Regions from separate parts of the Mus musculus genome. Here region 2 is linked to region 1. The links are chromatin contacts, called in public HiChIP or PLAC-seq maps. All regions are on one chromosome and are shown on one strand. The core of a region is the stretch at or near the end of the contact, and the rest is flanking DNA. Distances in the headings are between cores, read along the strand shown.

Region 1 (3,042 bases), core at 175-2,674:
GCAAGGTCACTCTTTCAGTCTCAGGCACCTGAGAAGCTGGGACGGCAAGGCCCAGGTTGTACTTTTCATTAGGTGTGGTCCTACTGAACCTCTGGTTTCTGTCTTTACCTGTAAAATGGGAATACTAACCTCTACCTAGCAGAGGTTTATTTTATGATGAAATAGATAATAATGTGAACACAGCACCTTCAGCAGGCTAAGGGAACCCTAATGCCCTGCACCCACAATTATTCCTATAGTCTTCTTGATAGCTGTCAGGCTGGGCAGAGGGCTGACTATGAATCGGACCAGCATCAAAAGCAGATAGGGTTCTCCTTACTGCTTCTCTGCAATGTGTTAGGTTCCAAATGGCCTCTGTGGGCCTTTTCAGTTGGTTACAGTGGGACTGATCTGCAGTTATACCAAAGGACGGTATTCACACCAATCCAGTGCTGTCGCGTTTGCAGCCATGCCCGAGGCTGGCTTAGAAGTTGGAGATGCCCCTGGCAGAGCTACTTCCTGCTCTTCATTCTCATAGTATGACTCTGTGGAACAAAAAGACTGAAAGGGGCTCTTGCATAGACCACTCCCTGTGAGATCCTCATTGTCTGATCCATGTGTTATTTCATCCATTCACTTATTCATTCATTCACACATTCATTAGTAGTGGCTTCATGCACAGTGAATGTGGCTCTGAGTCAGGCATAGGAAGAAGAGGAGAAAAACAAAGCATATAATCAGCTGACAGGAACCTCACTGAACACTCAATAAGTTCTGGTAGAATAATTGCTGGTCACCAACTTAGCAGATTGTAGGATGGTAACAGTTTAACCTTGAAAATGAGGGATAAATAGATGGACTTAGGAGGCTCCCAGCTTCACTTGTCCCCACTTTCACTTGAGGGGCAGCACTGTTGGAGAGAGAGCTCTAAACTTTCTCTGTAGGTGACACATGTCCATCTTACCTCTGCTCTGAGTCTCCTTGTCCTGGGCCAGCCTGCCAGTGGCAATGCAATGGTGATTTGCTAGATGCTGTGGAAAGTGGCAGGCTGAGACTTATACTAGTTTAAGATAGGAAACCATGGGGATGTGAGCATCGGTTAGAACTGTTAGGGTCAAAGGACATAAGCAACAAGAAGACAGGATACTTTGTTTTATCTCTGTTATTTCCACAGCCCTTGGAAGAGCATCAAGCCATAGACAGCGTAATGCTTCAAGAAGGAAATTAATGTGCAAATAAATAATTAACGAAATAAAGGGATGAGACCATGAGTAATTTCCAGGATCTGATTTCGGGACTACTTCATCCTGTGGGAAAACCAGCCCCTCCCTACTCACTTCCATCGACCTTCTACTTCAGCCATTAAGGTGAGGCTCACATAGGGGCCACCAGAGGGCGCGAGGCGGCTAGGTTTCCCACACGGAGGGCTTTTCCTGTGGCACCGCATTGGGCGGAGCCTACGAGCAGGCGCCCAGCGGCTGGACGCGGTAGAACGGCGGGCGGAACGCAGACCTGGGGTTCGGGCTGTTGCAGTGTCCGCCGGAGCGGTTTGGGAAGTGCACGGGGCGAAGATGGCGGAGGAGCGGCAGGACGCGTTGAGGGAGTTCGTGGCGGTGACTGGCACTGAGGAGGACAGGGCCCGTTTCTTCCTGGAGTCGGCTGGCTGGGACCTGCAGGTAGCGCCGCGAGGCGGGCCGCTTCGGACGGGCTGGGGAATACGGAGTGCGGCGTCGGCTCTGCGATCCCTACGCGGCCGAAGCGCACAGTCATCCCTGCGGGGCTGGGCCCTGCCTGGCCCAGGCCTCATGGTGCCTGGGGTCGCTTGCCACGCGTCACCGGCCTGGCTTGGAAGTTCATGGAGGCGGGCGGGCCCTGCTTTGCAGGGCCTCTGTTTTCCTGCGGGCTCGCAGTGTTGGCGAGACTTTGGGCGCTGCCGCAGTCCGCGTGGAGTCGTCGCCTGGGGGCGTGGCTGCCACGGCGAGTGCCTGCGGGTGGCCGGGTGGAATCGAGTGCCCTGCTTCCAGATGGAGCCCCACCGAGGTCGCGGTGGCCTTCCGATTCCGCTTCTGCAAGGATGCTGTGCTGGTGGGGGAAACCCTGCAAGGCATCAGCCCACGCCCCACTCTTGCCTAATTGCAGGGAGAAACTACCTGTGGGATTGTGGCGCACGTTTGGGGTCTCTGCACATTTCGTAGTTAACTGTAAAATGGGAATTTCTTAGGACTTACTGTCTTGTTCACTGGCATGTAGTAAATAGTCACTAAGGAATTAATTTAGAAGGCAAAGCTCCACCAGGCATAAAATGTTGCACACTTCTGATCCCTAGAGCAACACCCATCTCTTATTGCTCAGAAACACAGTAATTAATGTTAGAAAGAATTGATTGCATAAATGTCCTTGGCCAGCCTACATCTTAGGTAGATGACGATGACTAATATTTCTTGAGTACCTACAACAAGCCAGGCACTGTTCAGCATTACAGAATGTCTCATTTACATGTCTCACATTGCAGCTGAGACTTGGAGGATAAATAACTTGCTGAAGAGCTAACTACTAATTAAACAGGTAAAGACTAACCCTATCTTATGGATAAGGAATTGGACCCTCAAAGGGACACCGAATGTGCTCACTGTGTGAGCTTTCTGATGTAACCATGTCTACTGACTGTAATATTTAGCTTCCCAAACATTAGGGATCTTTATTCCTTTAACTCTTTCAGCACTCTGGAGGCAGAAGATCTCTGAGTTCGAGACCAGCCTGATCTACATAGTTCCAGGAGTAAATAGTCCCTCTTTCAAAAACATAACAAACAGAAAGATGCTCTTAAAGGCGCTGTGAAGCCTCTGTGCTGAGTGGAAATACATAAGAGAAAAGCTTCTATCCCAGTAGATCATCCGAACTGAGGCTCTTACCTGTGTGGTAACTTGACTAGCAGTGCCAGGACTTGAATGCAGGTTCTCTAAATGTCAGTTTAGTACAACTCCTACGATGGCACATGACTTCCCAGAAGCTGGTTATACTACATGAAGAATACCTTCAGACTGATTGTCCCATGACAGCTCA
Region 2 (3,042 bases), core at 149-2,648, 120 kb after region 1:
GGCTATTGCCAGATGTTGGTGAAAATGCTGGCTGGGGCTAAAAGGGAAAGCCTGTTGGACAAGGCCACTGGGGCTGCAGAGGAAACAGAATGCACCTCTAACTGCAGCAGGCAAAACCTCTCTTCTTCCCTGCAGCTGGTGCACACGATCTCCACTCTGTAAAACAGTCCGCCCTTCACTGGTTCTGTTGGCGCTGGGCTCTGGTATATCCCTCTAACCTGCCTTTCCTAAGAGCACACAAGAGCCTGTCACAGGGACTCTGGTTTGGTGGGAAGAGAAAGTGAACTGTCCTGGGTTAAGACTGAGCTAGGAATGTGCCTCTCAGCAAAGGACTGGATAGGAACCTCAGCTGCCCCTCCCTGCCAAGTGAAGCTCAATGTGTTTAGTGATGATGCCCGCCAGGAGCCACGCCGTTGCTTAGAGGACACATTTACAGACCAAAGCCCTGGGTAACATACCAGGAAGGTCCCATGGTACAACAGGCTTCCTTTCCTTGGACTGGGTCAGTTTTTTTTTTTTAATTTTTAATTAACTAATTTATTTATTTTTTTGGTTTTTTTTCGAGACAGGGTTTCTCTGTACAGCCCTGGCTGTCCTGGAATTCACTATGTAGACCATGCTGGCCTCAGACTCAGAGATACACAGAATTCTGCCTCACAAGTACTGGGATTAAAGGCAAGTACACACTACCCCTTGGCTAGCACACAGTAATTTTTGTTATTGGTTTTGCATGGTTCTAACCATAGTGTGTGTGGGGTGTGTGTGTATCTTCATATCTTTTAAATTTTTATCATGGTTTAGGAATTGTCCATATGGTGCAGTCTTTTATAAAATGTGTTTTCTGGGGGCTGGAGAAATGACTCATCGGCTAAAGTACGTGCTGTGCAAGTGTGAAGAGCTGTCGGGATCTCCAGAATCCGTGTAAGAGCTGCACACAGCAGTGTGAATCTCCCGTCCCCGTGCTCTTAGTGAGAAGGGAAGAAGAGAGCTGCACACAGCAGTGTGAATCTCCCGTCCCCGTGCTCTTAGTGAGAAGGGAAGAAGAGAGCTGCACACAGCAGTGTGAATCTCCCGTCCCCGTGTTCTTAGTGAGAAGGGAAGAAGAGAGCTGCACACAGCAGTGTGAATCTCCCGTCCCCGTGCTCTTAGTGAGAAGGGAAGAAGAGAGCTGCACACAGCAGTGTGAATCTTCCGTCCCCGTGCTCTTAGTGAGAAGAGAAGAAGAGAGCTGCACACAGCAATGTGAATCCGCAGTCCCCATGCTCTTAGTGAGAAGGGAGGTAGAGACAGGAAAATCCCTGGAAGCTAGAAGGCCAATCAGCCTGGCACAAGCAGTTACACATGAAGGTGAGGGGGGCTGACACACAGGGCTGTCCTCCACACAAGTGCTGGGGCATGGCTGTGCCTATACTCACACACGATCATGCACCATGCACCCACACCCACGTTAACACAGACACTCACAAATATGCACAATGCTTTATGGCTTGCATAATCTTCCATCCCTGATCCATGATGGTTTACTTTCCCCTTCGGCTAAATACTAGTACTTTTTCATTACCAAAGCCAGTGCTATCTTTGTCTGTAGCTACTGTTCTGCATTTAGTGTTATTTCCTCATGATGGATCCCTGGGTGGATGCCAGGATCAAGGAGCCTGGATGTTCTGCCAGACAAACTGCTTTCTTGGAGGATCAGGTTGCCAGCTGACTCCTCCCACCCATAACATCTGCACAATGGCTGGATTTCCTGGGTGGTAAAGCCACTGTTCCTGACCAAAGGCTTAAAGGGCAAAGTTAATCCCAGACAAAAGAGCCATGCAATATAATTTTGCTGTCTGTTTTCCCTTGTGGCCAGTGTCTTCACACCCATGTGGCCAGAGGGAAGAGTGTTTCTGCAGGCACTGGAAGGGAGCCCTTGAGTAGGGTTCTAAAGAATGCATTGGGGCCTCCTGTGAAGCCACTCTCCTAAGTGTGGGGTCAGCAGTTAATGTTCCAGAATGCTCTGGTGGCTGGGTACTGTGCAGCCACCTGCAGTAAGGACAGAGGGGTCGTAGAGGGCAAGGCTGGGCCAGGAGGTATATGGGTGTATAGGAATACTAGCAGGTTCAACGTCAAGTCGGGTTTAATGCTGAAGGTCAGGTTTAAATCACAGTAGGTGCCCTTGCACTAGAGGTGATGAAAGGCTCTAGTGGAGCAGGTAAGAGACAGGTTAAGAGGGCCGTAGAGCTAAAATGAGAAGAAAGGGGAGGGGCCAGAATCAGAAGTGGCTTCAAGAAGAATTCAGGGGGTCAATCCTTCAGGGCCAGAAGAGATGGCCCATGAGGGACAGGGTTGGGGCAGGGGCAGAGCCACGACAATGCCTAGCCTCTGGGAGGCCGCAAACACCAATCACTTCCTCCTAGGATTCACACCTCCTTCTCTGGTATTAGTACAACCCTAATTTCGTTCAGGGAAGGCAACATCCCCAGCTCCAAGCATCTACACAAACAGCCCCAAGTCTGAGTGCAAGTCACAGTAGCAGCTCCAGCCTGTTAACTATGGGCAGCAACATTCTGGGCTTGAGGGTCTGGCCAGCTGCTCATCTGCAAAGGCTGAGCAAGAAGGGACTCCATCCATGCCTTCAAAGGCAGGGAGTCTTCCCAGGTACCTGCAAATAGGGCTGACTTCAGAATCAAGATTTAGGAAACAATGGCTAGAGGAAGCTAAGCAGTGTACAGATGATCCAGGCATCCTGAGAGCCTCAACAATTTACTCTGGGCAGCAGAAAGGGGGCTCTGGAAAGTTCCTCTGTTCTCCTAGGGATAGAGCCTGGGCACTTATGTCTGCTCATGCCCACATACCTCTCAGAGCTGTTGTGATATCACAATCTCACCCTCATGCCTCTTTCCCAGCTACCTCGACTGAGTTCATGTGGAGTCCCAGACTTGCTCATGCAGTGGCCTCTAAAAAGCTCTTGGGAGCCTCCTAGTCTGCCAAGACCATTCAGGAAGGGAAGCCTGTGGAATGGCTCTACATGAGGTCAAATCCACAGCTCCCACCCGT

The links. HiChIP or PLAC-seq counts read pairs in DNA pulled down with a chosen protein or histone mark.
Region 2: a contact with region 1 is called in an H3K4me3 HiChIP or PLAC-seq map of intestinal villus epithelium, with 5 read pairs. The contact joins the enhancer-like site here to the promoter of Nsfl1c in region 1. A contact is called at or near these places in 2 of 39 promoter capture datasets (liver and pre-B cells), 1 of 484 Hi-C or Micro-C datasets (nephron progenitors), 2 of 115 datasets of contacts at active chromatin or transcription factors (bone marrow-derived macrophages and intestinal villus epithelium) and 3 of 9 other capture datasets (adipose tissue, liver and pancreatic islet).

What each region holds. Positions count from the first base shown.
Region 1 is chr2:151,492,758-151,495,799 of GRCm38.p6, forward strand. It overlaps Nsfl1c (NSFL1 (p97) cofactor (p47)), which reads left to right and starts at 1,425. Exons shown (of 10, transcript NM_198326.3): 1 at 1,425-1,655. The coding sequence starts at 1,551.
Region 2 is chr2:151,615,108-151,618,149 of GRCm38.p6, forward strand. The region is part of intron 2 of Snph (syntaphilin); the gene reads right to left. Among named protein-coding and RNA genes, the nearest start is that of Snph, 16 kb to the right of the region's middle. Within about 2 kb of position 1,399, at least 34 of the 459 cell types and tissues checked have an H3K27ac peak or open chromatin away from gene starts, as enhancers often do. A contact at or near this core is called in intestinal villus epithelium and pancreatic islet, where this site is marked.